2 separate regions of the Zea mays genome follow, and region 2 is linked to region 1. A link is a contact called in public Hi-C data. All regions are on one chromosome and are shown on one strand. The core of a region is the stretch at or near the end of the contact, and the rest is flanking DNA. Distances in the headings are between cores, read along the strand shown.

Region 1 (6,815 bases), core at 3,167-5,666:
AAACAGATAAATTATCCCCATACTATGTTCAAATTGAACATTTAATGTGAAGTCGAATTTGCCACAAACTTTGGATTTAAATTGGAATTGAAATTTGGTTTTGGAAAGAAAGGAAAAAGAAAATAGAAAATAAAAAGGAAAAAGAGAAAAGAGGAAAAGAACTCGGTTTGGGACGCAATCACCATTCGGCCCAGATCACCATGAGGACCGCGCGGCCCGACCTCCTCCACCGCGCACTCACTGGACGGTCGGGCCCTCTTGCCAGTCGCGTACACGTCGTCCACCCATACGCGTGACCCTGGCTACCAGCGCTACACACTGACCTGTGGGCCCCTTTTTTCGGCACATTCTTCTCCACCGACCTGCCTCAATCGTGCTTGGCCGCGGCAGCTGGCGAACCTATTGCTCCGCGCCTGCCGCGTGTGATCTCGGTTGGTTAGCTTGGTCGCTTGCCCACGCCCCTATAATCGCCAATGATCTCCGTGCATGGCGCCCCCACGTGCGTGGCCCGTGGACCATATATACGGGCGTGCCATCGATCGCCCCGCGAGAGAGAAAGAAACGCGATGTTACCCGTCGAGGAGAGAAATAGAGAGCAAACTTGGAGTGCCGGGGAGGAGTTCGCCCGGGTTCTCGACGCCCGTGGCGACTGCGGCGCTCCCCGTACCGTGGGCGGCGTCCTCTGCGGCATCAGGTTTGGGCGCCGGAACTCGCCTTGAAAGAACACCGTCGCGCAGTCATTCTCTGGGAGCAGCCTCTAAACGCTGGTAAGGGCAAGTCCCTATAGTTCGTCTTCGTTTGCATTATGCATAGGAAGTTACCCGCGCCCCAATCCATAACCAGGGACAGTTAGTCGCTAGCTCGCCGGCGTGGCAGGTCATTGCCCGTCATCGGCGATGTCGCGGTCAGGGCCTACCGGGTGAATTCGCAACGGGAGGTAGATGACGATGTTGGGATCGTTGGATCCTGTTTGGACGACCGGGATTAGAGATTGGACGGCAATAGGACGACTTCGGATCGGGACCGTCCGTTGGTAACTGACGGTTAGATCCGGCCCCACGTTCCAACCCGCGTATCGGCCGTGGGCCGTTGGATGCAGATCCGAGGGTGCTTGTGAGATACCGGTTTGTTTTGAGTAGAGAACTAATCTACGCCGTTGGCTGCTAATCGGGCGGCCGATATCACGCTGAAAGTGCATTCATCCCTTTTGTGAGTTTTGGTGATTTAGATAACAACATATTTAAAGGTCTAACGAGTTTGCTAAGTGTTGAACAAGAAATTCAGTATGATGAACATACTTGAATAGTGTATAATGATCAGTGAACAAAGGTTCAATACGAGGTTAAATAACCAATGAGACAATGAAAATGGATATAATATGATCTCTATATTGTTTGAATATATGGACAAGGCCTGAGAAATCACTACATACATATGGTCAGAATAGAGGATGAAGTGATTAAGAGGATTGGTCAAGCCAAAGTGAATAAGATATGAGGAATCGTGAATTGGCTTGACCATATTACTATCAGTTCATATATGCTTCTATGAGAATCAAACTAGAGCTTGATTGATCTTAACGGTTATATCTAGAAGACATTCAAGCAAGGTTCACAATATTGAAGAAATGATTCTCTCAATGGATGCTCAATATGATGTGACTCAAGAATGGCTTGATAGGGTGAAGATAGCAAGGAAAGGGCTTCGAGGAACTAAGCGAAGGTGGAGGCCAAGCGACGGCTTGTGGACCGAGGTACTATGGCTAAGGTGAAGAAGAGAGTACTTGCACTATAAGTCGATGAACTAATCAGCTATGAAGAGTTATAACATGTTGATGCATCAGTACGGTGACTTGAAGCCATGATTTAAACTCATATATGGTGATATGGTATAAGTCACAAGGTTTGAGTTGTGTTTGCTTCAAAAGGTGAGACAAAGATGTTTGTGATCCTTATGAAGCAACGCCATGGAGAAATCACACATGAGGCGCCAATTACTCAAGGAGTTTAGTTAATTATATTTTATTTAACTTGGGTATAGGAATCATCGTACTATAAAGGGATCCAAAAAGAAGGTTGGTGTTTGCCAAAGCTCAAGCATCTATATTCAGAAGCTATTTTTGAAAACCAAAAATCTCTTGAACGTTTTATGGTTGACAGTGGTTAGGTTTGAGAAACTGGGAGTGTTCTTGTTGAAAAACAGCTGCACTTCTTCAGCTGCAGTTGAGCTTTTCAGCTGAACTAAACTTCAGCTGAGTTGAGCTTCTTCAGCTGTAGTTGAGCTTTTTCAACTCTAGCTGAGCTTTCTCAACTCCAGCTGAACTTCAACTTCAACTGTGAACCTCTCTGACCATACACCAGTTGAACTTGCCTCTGGGTAGTTGAACTAGGGTTTTCTCTCCTGAACTTTCTGGTCAAGACCAGTTGAACTCGTTTTTCGGGGCAGTTCAACTGGTCTCTGACCCCTCTGACGTCTGACCAACAATCTGCCAGTCAGACTGGCGTACAGGTCGACAGAGTCGTTAGGGGCGGTTCAATCGCCCCCAGGGCGGTTCAATCGGTTTGGTCAACTTGGCTAGACTGCACAACAATCTGTCAGCCAGACTGGCAAGACTGACTGACAGGTCTGCCAAAGAGGTTCAACCGGTTTTCAAAAGAGGTTCAACCGAATAATTTTCGGCGTCATTATTGGAAAGCGCAGAAAATTAATATGACCAAAGAAAGTTTCTTGATTTTTTGTAGCGATGTAATTATGGTACAAAATGATCCAAAGTTTAAATTTATAAGTCGACTAAATATTTGAATTTTTGTGAGAGATCTGGGTAACGAATTTATGAAGCTCGCTAACTATATCCGTGTATTTGGTTTCTTAGATGTACGCGTCTAGGTCTGTGTCATCCGTTGACCGAGGAAGTGCACCTGCATGGTTGGTTGTATGATGGAGCTCTGAACTGCGCACACGGATACAAAGAAAGCCATTTTAGGAGACATGGGTTGCACCGCGGAGATGTGGGTAAGGTCCCGTATCCCACCATGTAGGTTTGGATGGGGCTACACGTCTGCATCGGGGAAACCAAACATATGGTATGTGAATATGGACTGTACGGAAACTACACAACCTAGCTACAGCCCGTTTGATGTTCGGCTTTTTTATTATGAGTTTTTTTTAGAATCGTTCTGGTTATGGACAGAATCTGGTTGCGGAGAGAATCTAAGTATCGTGGGGATTATATACGAAGTAAGGTGAAGTGGTCCATAGTGTTTAAGATATAGAAAGCGACGATTGCTCCTATCCCGATGACACGACTGATTTTCTGTTCACGTTGATTCTGAACGATTTTCACCAAAGTGATTCTCATCTTAACGGCTTAAAAAGCTGAACGTTTGGCAGTACAGTCGGCAAAGAAAGCTAAAACAACACCACCATAGTCACATGAAATAAGAGGAAATAAAATGGAAGACGAGAGAATTTTAAGCCACCAAATTGACCGAAAATAGTTCTATGAAAAAGTTCATGAGGATGTTAATGGGTGCATCTAGGACGATTACAGTCAAACATATAAATAAAATCCCCCTTTTTTAATAAAAAAAAGTATGCGAGACGGCGCCGAATATGTTTTGACGCTAGACGTAGGCTGTCGTATATCGAGCCACAGGCTTTTGAAGAAGATCCTCGTGACGTTACCAGTATCCCCGAGGAATATGATCAGATTATTCTGATAAAGTTACACCAGGCAAGAGAATTATTCTTTTTAAGGGTTAGTTTGAGAACTCCAATTTTACAAGAGATTCACAATTTTTCAAGAAAAAATGAACTAGTTTTCCTTTGAAAAATAGATTTTTTAAAAAAAATAGAAATAGATTGTAAAACTAGCTCTAAAGTAGATGGGAAAAAATATACATGAGATGAGCACCTCTCGCTCTCAGTAAGAGATGCTGAGGCGAATGGTTGACGTGGTGCATTGTATTGGCCCGGTATAGAGGCAGCCTGGTGGGCCGGGTGGTGGTGGTGTGAGCGACAGCGGCTGTCACTGTCGCTGTCACTACAGGGCCCCACATGCACGTCGTTTTCTTTTCTATTTCTTTTGCTTCCCGTAAACCCCACGTCGTTTTCTGGGTCTCTCTTCGCTCTCAGTTGAAGGCTAGCCTGCTGAAGGGTGCTTGCTTTTGTCTACCCAGTCAAGAACTCGAGAGGGTTATTCACACTGTCCTGTCCCTTCATCAGGCTCTCCATCCAAAATTAAAGCTAGCTGCTAGCTAGTAGACTTGAGCTGTTGAACACACAATTATTATATATACACCAATAAGACTTCATCGCTGATCTTCACCAGCATGAGCCTAGAACCCTAGCATATCCTGCCTGCAGTATCCCATGCATGCGCGCACCAGCTGGTGCGTGAAACCCTCGCTCCCAGGATGAGCCACGCGGGTCGAAAGCCAGCCATGTATCCTCTGCTAGTGCTGCAGCGAGATGCTGGCAGGATATGCTGTGCGTGTGCGTTGTGGAAAGAATCTACCCACGTTCATGGACGAGACATGGGTGCTTTGGTTTTTTCGACAGTGCCACAAGTGATCGAAAGCGTGCTGAAAATGAATCTATCTATCGGGGCTACAAGGACGTTTTTCAGTGGTGAGTGGTGCAATGCAAGAATCGACGGCATGCACATCACACACAAAAGCAGCCATGATCGATGAGAAGAGATGACTAGCTAGTGGAAACATCACTGTGTGAAACATGCTGCGTCGTCCTCCGGTTTTCAGAGTCCCGGCCGGCCCCCTTTGCATGTCTGAACCTTATAAAGTTGACATGAACTTTGAACCACCCCGCCCACCCCCCACCCTCAAAAAAAAAAAAACAAACAAACAAAACCAAAGCTGGATCAAGCAACCACCACGGCACACCACTGTTGCATGTCCATTACTCGCATGCATGCTGCACAAGCTGACGAGTGATACACATCTGTTCTGAACTTCTGATCCAGTGCACTGAATCTGGCCATGCATAGTACTATAGTACAATCGTCCTCAGAGATAAGTAAGGAGCTGCTGGTGCAATGCATGATGTGGTCATTATAATCGCAAGAGGCAGGATCAGCTAGCTGGCAACAAACATCTAGAAGCTCGCTCGCACACGTGCTGAATTCATCTGGCGGGAAAACAACAAGAGGGAGGCCGGCCGGCCGGCACCGCGCGCAAAAGGTGCATGGCTGCTGCTGGCCACCAAAGTCTTCTAAGCTTGGTAGCGACGTCAACCAACAGCTAGCGACTCGTTGCTTCCTCGATCTCTTGCGCCCCTGCGTGAATTAACCCTCTCTCTCCTCTCGTCTTGTATTATTGCTCTAAAGTCCGCGCACCTTGCAAATGGCATCTAACCGTAACGAAAAGATCCAATGGCGGCAACTGAGAGACAGCCACACAAGATGATGACTGGTGTTATTAGGCGCCCACGTGGCCACGTGATTGGATTTAGCTCGGCATTTTTTGGATTAATTATTTGCCACCAGAAAAATAAAATTTCAGTAGGCAATTCATCATTCGGAAAATAGGCAGATACCTGTCATCCAAAAAAAATATCCGGTGGCAGTTCGGAATGCACTAGATGAATTCACACGATGTGCTTTGTTGAGTGATTCAGATACTCCGCAGAGCCCAGAAAAACATTCGATAATCTCTTTGCTGAACGTGACTCTCGGCAAACAGGACTCGATGAAGCACCGTTAGGCCCGACGGATAATCGGGTCGTGCCCGCCCGGCCCGCCTGCCGCAGTCCAGGCACGACACGCCGGCAAATAGCAAAAAACTATACGTGAGTGAGGTTTTGAACCCATGACCTCCCTCTACAATTCAAGGAGGAAAACGCTAAATGGGAAAACACTAAATGAAGAAGACTAACCAGCAGAACTCTAGTGTATTTGTTGTAAATAGCAAATATAAAATATAAATATATATACCATGTTTTATAAAATGAAAAATATATAATCGTGCTGGGCCGGGCCGAGGCAGCGGCCCAAGCATGGCATGGCTCCCGGCCCGACACTATTAATGGTCGTGCTTCAGGCCGGCCCGTTAGGCACGGTCCATTTGGCCATCTATAGTAACGACTTCTTTGTCAATTACTTTTTATCGGACACTCGACAAAAGTCACCGTCACGGCGCTAAGCAACGTGACATAGTCTTTGTCGAGCGTCTGCTATATATGTTGGTATAGTACTCGGCAAAGAAGGCTCCAGTGAACTCCTTTTTGCCCGTCCCTTTTGACAGTAAAAATTGCACTTGCCAAAGCGACAAGCACTCGGCAAAGAGCCGAATCATGGTAGTATTAGGTGTTCAACTGGCTGGTGTATGCATCCAAACAGCTGGCAGAGCGTTTCTTTCAATCATGTCTTGTAAGATGAATCAGATTTGCTATGTGCAGAGCAAGAGACAATTTCCATGGTCAAAATTTTTACAATTCTAGGTGATAAGTATTAGGGTCTATTTGTTTAGAATTATACCTATCCAGATTATATAATCTGGACACATTATAATTCTAAACAAACAACCCCTTAGATTTTGTTTGGATACTCTAGTATTCATCTCAATCCACATGTATTAAGGTGGATTGGGGTATAAATTAGTTTAATTTACACCTCAATCCACCTCAATTAATCTGGACACATTATAATTCTAAACAAACAACCTCTTAGGTTTTGTTTAATTTACACCTCAATTCACCTCAATACATGTTAATTAGGTTTAATACTAGAGTATCCAAACAAGTTCATAGAGGGTAGTACAAGATCATTACGTTGCATCGTATTAATAGGGGTGGTAATG
Region 2 (7,060 bases), core at 3,947-6,446, 540 kb before region 1:
CTTATCAATCTCCTATGTCCCAACTCTTATTGTAGTTATGTTAGGTCTCACTCGTGAAAGGACCTCTAACTGAGTTGGTTAGGTGGTCTGAATAGCACTGTTCAGGTCCTGGTTCTGGATTCAACTTCTCGTGGGAGCGAATTTTGGTGCAGGTCTAAGGTCGATTCCCGGTCCCGGTCGTTTCTCACATGGGGTACGATGCCGCTGTGTATGGTGAAGCAGGAGTTCGACGATTGTCTCAACCTATATGAGAAGGCCTTTTTCTTAATTTGATGCCCAGGGGCTGTCATAGCCCCCGCAGGTCGAGTTTTTTCTTTTATGTTAGGTCTCACTCAATCACTAGGTCATGTGTTCAAAGCAGCCTCTCCCCATTTACGGAGAAAAGGCTTGCCTCGGTTAATCTCTTCCTTGGACCCGGATCTAGTCTCTTTGATCTCACTGAGTCACAGGGTTGCGGGTTCGAAACAACGTCTTCGTATTTATCGGAACAAGCCTTGCCTCCGTTTATCCCTTCGTCAAGCTCCATTCCTCAGACTCCACTCAGTCCACTCACGTGGAAGCGTCCAACACTACGTCTGCCTTTTTTGTTTTGTTAGGTCAACATATTATACTCAGTTCAGCAAGTTTCTTATTTGCTAGTAGTGACAAAAAATGTTGTGAACATTCCGATGACATATCCATGATACCTACTAAGTCAAAATAATTCTAACTAAACTCTAGATGCTGGCACCAATGCTGCCATCCATATTTAGTGAACCAAAAACTTGCGGAAAGAAATGATCTGCAATAATAGTCATACCTGACAGAAGACGAATGAGTTGAAAATTATCGTATTCAGAACAATATCAGTACCAGAGCCTTCAAGCCCAAAGAAATTTTTCCCTTGCGTTTGGAGATACCACATCACAAAGAACTGGTAGAAAGACTGACCAAGAATGTTCCTCCACATCACATTTGTAATGAATTTCCCTGTCCTTCCTACTGGCTCTCTCTTCATCAAGTCATCATTAGGTGGCTCCGTGGCTAAGGCAAGCGCGCCAAGGGTGTCCATGATCATGTTAACCCAAAGAAGCTGAACAGCTGTTAGTGGTGCATTTCCTGGCATTACAAGCACGTGATTAGACAGAGAGACATCTTAAAACACTGAGGTTAATAGAATTGTGAGGCTAGGAGACACCTGTAAAGCAGGCTGAAGAGAAGTTCACTAGCAGTGCCACTACATTGACAGTCAGCTGAAACTGCACAAACTTTTGAATATTGATGTAAACAGATCGTCCCCACTTGGCAACAGTTACAATCGTGGAGAAGTTGTCGTCCAGAATTATAACATCAGCGCTCTCTTTTGCCACCTGAAAAAGATTATATTAGCTCCACTGGATGGCATGGCTATGATAGCAGGTTATGGTACAAAATTAGCAATACTCAGGTTCAATACGATGGACATATCATAATTGCATGTACTATTTAGAACAATAGTACATGCCACCATGGCATATCTGCCCTTTACTGAATAAACTTGATTTGGTCTCCTTAACAATAAGCATTCACACCTCAGTCCCAGCAATGCCCATTGCAAGTCCAATATCTGCTTCATGCAATGCAGGAGCATCATTTGTTCCATCACCAGTAACAGCAACAACATCATTGAATGTTGTGCGCAAATGCTTTACAAGTGTATGCTTGTCAAGTGGTGATGATCGGGCCATTACCTTCAATGAACATAATCAGAAGTAGGTGAGACTTGTGGATTGATGGTTAAAATGTTTGAAACTCAATAAGATATCATGTAGATACCGAACCTGTATTTTTGGAACCAGTTCAAGGAGTTCAGCTAGGCTTTTCTCTCTGAACTCTGGTCCTTCAATAGCTATGCCATCTTCAGTAAGTATACCACATTCACGAGCAATTGCCTTCGCTGTATTTATGTTATCTCCTGTGACCATTCTCACCATAATTCCAGCAGCCCGGCAAGTAGCAACAGACTCCTTCACCCCTGGGCGGACAGGATCTTTTATACCTATAATTCCAATGCATGTGTACCCTTGTAGCGGTATATGGTCTGCGTTGGAAAAACCTTCTTCCATATCCTTATAAGCAAGGCATAATGTTCTAAGAGCTTCACCAGCAAAACTATCAATAATACCATTGAGCTTGTCAGCAGTTATTTTATCCAGAGGATGAACACCACCTGTCTCATCTACGAATTTATCACAGGCAGCCAAGACTATCTCTGAAGCACCTTTACAGTGTGCACGGCATCCTCCTCCTGGAAGCTCAAGAATGACACTCATCCTCTTTTTTGTTGAATTGAAAGGCTCCACTTTCACAATCTTAGTTTCATCACGTTTTGCCTTAAAATCTCCGCCTAGTGACAATGCAAACTCTAGTAAAGCTGTCTCCGTGGGGGTACCCAGGATCTGATATTTACCATCCTGGTTAATTACAACCTCACCACCTGTATTGTTAAATATAGACTCCAAAAGAGTTTTAATAACAATCTCTGGAAGCTCAGAGCGTAACTTGGATGCATTCTGAGAACCATTAACTTCCTTGATGTTTCCACAGATGCAGGCCTTAACAACGGCCATATGATTAGTTGTCAGTGTTCCTGTCTTGTCACTGCAGATGGTAGTAGCCGAACCCATAGTCTCACATGCAGCTAAGTGGCGAACAAGTGCCTTGTCATTCATCATTTTCTTCATGGCAAATGCAAGACTCAGCGTGACTGCTAACGGCAATCCCTCGGGAACAGCAACAACAACAATAGTAACTGCAATAGCAAAATGCTCCAGCAGCTCCAATGCATCATCTCCTGACCAGCTTAAAAGCATCTGCTCATGGTATTTCTTGCTGAATAGCCCTTGCGACAGGACAATGAAAGTTATAACAGCAAAAAATAATCCAATCTGGCCAATAATAGTTGCAACTCCATTAAGTTTGACTTGCAGTGGGGTTTCATCATCGCCGCCTTCACTGAGAGTGGCCATCAGTTTTCCCCATTGGGTGCGCATGCCAACAGTTGTTACCAGCATCTTGCAGGAGCCATCTTGTACTTTGGTCCCAGACAAAAGGAAAGGGTTATCTTCATTTACAGCAACAGGTTCACTTTCACCAGTTAGGCTGGACTCATTGATCAACAGAGAGAATCCATAAATGAAGAGCCCATCTGCAGGGACCTGATCCCCAATTGCTAAATGGACAACATCACCAGGAAGAAGATCATATATCGATAGCCTTTGCCTAAAACCATTCCTTGTAACCTGTACATGGATTTTCTTTTTCTCCTTGTCCAGGTCCTTGAACTGCAGTGACTGCCGGTAGTCACTTGTTGCAGTGACAAACACAACCAAGAGGATACTTGCAACAATTCCAAGACCATCATGAGCACCTTTTGGCCACCCTTCCACCACAATGCCAACAACCAGCGATACGAACGCACAGACAGCAAGAATTATAAGAGTTGTATCTTGAAGCGCTTCCCATACAAACACCCAGAAACTACGGACCTCACTTTCTGTGAACCTGTTTACTCCATATATGTCTTGCCTGCGCTTAATACTATCATCGGCTGTGCTTAGCCCATCCGTCTTCGAAGTTGCAAGTTTTTCCGCAATTCCATCAACTCCACCTTGGGTGATGAGCTTCTTACTATCATGACCCTCAACAATAGACCCCAGCTCGTCGGCACAGATCTGAAACCCTGCAGCCTTGACTTCCTCAGGGACGACGTACTCGCTTCGAAGGGTGAGGCCTGAACATTCGCGATTCAGAAGCATGGTTTTAGTTGCTAGCAATGCTTGCAAATAGCGGCTATAAAAAGGTTAGGAAATAGAAGAGGTGGAGACAAAATTACAAAAGCGTGACAAATTCTGGCAGTACTATCTGTCGGTGTGCAATTACCATGTAGAAACTGCAGTGCAGCCTTTGAGACGAGCACAGCGACACGCAGCTTCTCCTGTCACACAGCAGCAGTGTTAACTTGAGTAACCGAAGGTATTGGTGGCGGTAGTAACAGAGTTAAGACAGCCACCCAGTTGGATTGCGAGGTTAACTGCTCAAATCAGAAAAACGGGAGGGCATAACTAGGCATGTTGCTGCACTGGTTCAGGATCTGATAGCAGAGTAATGGAAAGTGGTTCAAGTTTATGGTTGCTGCAGTGGTTCTAATTAGTCTTAACTATGAGTGGAGTTGATAGTAGCCAGTTGCAAGAACCTACTGAAAATGGGAGGTAATTAAGGTAGCACATAATAATAATTAGTGAAAAAGACTGATATTTCCCAAACTGGCAGCACTAAAACAGAGCAGATCCAAAGGCGTGTTGTCGCAGCAGTGTGAAATGGTGCGAGAAGCAAATGGTCCCTCGTACGCGTACATAGTCGTAGCTGAAGAACAGTCATCATAGATTTTTTTGGGTGGCATTAAGGGCTTGATTGATACCACAAATACTGAGTGGGTCTCAAAACAAAAATGAAGACCCCCAAAATGCGCAAACAAAGCAGGCGGCCGCAAAACACACTGCGGCTTTTCAGTTAGAAAAGTAACTAGCTTGACCGTGAATCATGGCCACAACCGCCACACCCCCGCGCATGCTGAGCTCACTGAATCCGGCACCCAGATGCAGCGACGACTCGCTACTAAGTGCAGGCGCCGGCAAACAGGTAGTGGCCCTAGGTCCAGATCCCACGGGCTACGTTGCCGCGGATCCCGGCGGGACTAAGCGGCGGCATCGTAGGATGGAACAAGAGAGGAAAGGGAAGGGGGAGTAAGTGGAATCGGGAGGGGGAGCGCACGTGGTTGGCGTGCTTGATGGCCTCGGCCTCGCCGCGCTTCTCGAGGTTGGCCGTGAAGCGGAAGCGGCGCTTGGGGTTCTTGACGACGCTGCAGAGGCGGCGCCAGCGGCGGAGCGCCTCCTCGGAGGAGTTCTTGGCCTGCACACCGCCGAACCGCTCCTCCAGGTAGCTCTCCATCCCGCTCCTTTGCTTACCCTGTCCCCCTGGGCGACGGCAAGGAAGCAGCTTCTCCGGTCCTTCCTTCCTCCTTCCGCCCCGGGTGGGTCAGCCGGCCGGCCAAGCACCAATCAGGTGCACGCGTGCGGGGCACGGCTGACTTGTAGCGGCTTGGCTGGTCGGTGGGGGATCGGCGTGGCGATGGGGTGTTGGTTCCCGCGAGCCGCGGCCAACAGGCAGGGAGGGAAGGAGGGAGGGAGGGAGGGGTGCAGACTGACTGCAGAGTGATGACTGCGGCAGCGACACTGGAAGGAAGCTGCGGGGAAATTGGGGTGGGAGGGTGACGACACAAGTCGATGTCGCGGCGCCGGCGAGAGTCGTCAGTCCCTCGTCTCCAGTGGTTCCTGCCTGCAGTAATTATCGTCCGATCAGCTGTTATATTAATAAATGAGTCATTTGTAATTTTATCATTATTATTTATGGGTTTCATCATTATATCATCCAATCCACAAAATCATGGATACATATGGTTCCATCAGTCATAGACACCGATGGCACAATAACAAAGAGCTAAAATTAAGAGTAACAAAATAGCAAAATTTTCATTAATAAATACACTATCTATCTATCATCAATTGTTATGTATATTTATACATCTATATCTATAAACTCTACATTTATCTATTCTATTTTATTATATTCTATTCTATATCCATATCTATCTATATCTATATAATGCACTAGTTTAAATTTTATAAAATCTATCTAATCAAATCATCCCTACACCCATAACCTCCACTAAATCTACCAACGAATTGCATTCAGACTTGACATATCATCAAAACCAACGTTTTATATTGATGGATAATCATCTCTCTTTTACTCACCCAAATCCAATGTATAATATTATTTGGACCATTCCTCTTCTCGTGACCTCGGCGCTCCTCCCCCTCGCTCGTGCTGCCACCGCGCCAACCCTCCCCCTCGTATCGTCACCGCCGTCAATCCTTCCCATCCTTGAGATTATAATGTTAACACGGGCTATATGCTAGTCTATCATAGTGCCATAGTATATTACAATATCGTAGTATATCACAATATTTCAGTATGCAATATTTAGCTTTAACATATAACCACCTAAACGTCATTAGTTTTTTTTACATATTTATATTTAAGCAAACCATAATGTTTTATTGAAAAAAATAACATCGAACACATAATTAGTTAAATAAAAACCACATAATTCACACAAAGAATTTAAAACTATATTAATTTAATAAAAATCACACAATTCATAATAAATTTTTTTAAAAATACATTATTAGTATAATCTATAACATTATATAATCCATCAGTTTTAACACAAAGAATTTAAAACTATATTAATTCAACAATGTTTTCTACTCCCTCCGTCCCTAAAATTTAATTTGTTTTAAGGGGCGTCTGGATCCCTTTGTTTTAGAGCAATTGAAATTCACTCAATAAAGTAACTTATTTAGTTTGGAATTTGACATTCCACCACTTTCCAAAGTTCAGATATAATCCTATCTCAAATTCATGGGATGGAGGATGAGAAATGATTTTATACATTAGTAGAATTTATTTCTACTCTGGAACTTACATGACACTCTTTGTCTCACTCATCTATAGTAAAAATATAACACATAAATATCTCCGACATCTTGCTATTAATAGTATACAAATATATTTTGTATAAAACTGAATTAGCTTAATTGATATATGCTAAAGTTATTATTATTAATTTATTAGAATGGAATTCAATTCTAATGATTCAAACGGAACGTTAGACTAATCACGTATTCATTATACAACATATGAATATAGTTTTTACATATGTCTATATTCGTTATCATTTAAATGAATATGAACGGAAAAAGTATGTATAAAGAACTATATTTTGGGACGGAAGGAGTATTGTATGGATATGCTTAATTAAACGTAAAAAGAACTACTCGGTTCTAATCTAGGCTTATATATTTATAAGTTTGGGGCGGGGGAGTCCTAGCTCATGCAGAATCGAATTCCGCACTGGTGCATCACCCGGAGATGCATTCCATCTTTTTGTTTCTTTTCTTCTTCTCCACGCGACATC

What was found. A called contact is a pair of places that touch in the nucleus more often than the background predicts.
Region 2: a contact with region 1 is called in a Hi-C map of endosperm, with 2.8 times the contacts expected there. The contact joins the promoter of LOC103640509 here to the enhancer-like site in region 1. A contact is called at or near these places in 6 of 25 Hi-C or Micro-C datasets (bundle sheath, ear, endosperm and 3 more).

The regions. Positions count from the first base shown.
Region 1 is chr1:167,848,787-167,855,601 of Zm-B73-REFERENCE-NAM-5.0, reverse strand. No RefSeq gene overlaps it. Among protein-coding and RNA genes, the nearest start is that of LOC118476071, 120 kb to the right of the region's middle. Within about 2 kb of position 4,416, at least 19 of the 20 cell types and tissues checked have an H3K27ac peak or open chromatin away from gene starts, as enhancers often do. A contact at or near this core is called in bundle sheath, ear, endosperm and 3 more, where this site is marked.
Region 2 is chr1:168,386,514-168,393,573 of Zm-B73-REFERENCE-NAM-5.0, reverse strand. LOC103640509 (calcium-transporting ATPase 1, plasma membrane-type) reads right to left here and starts at 5,196. Exons shown (of 7, transcript NM_001321487.1): 1 at 4,792-5,196; 2 at 3,901-3,955; 3 at 1,800-3,751; 4 at 1,551-1,709; 5 at 1,178-1,349; 6 at 800-1,098. The coding sequence starts at 4,968.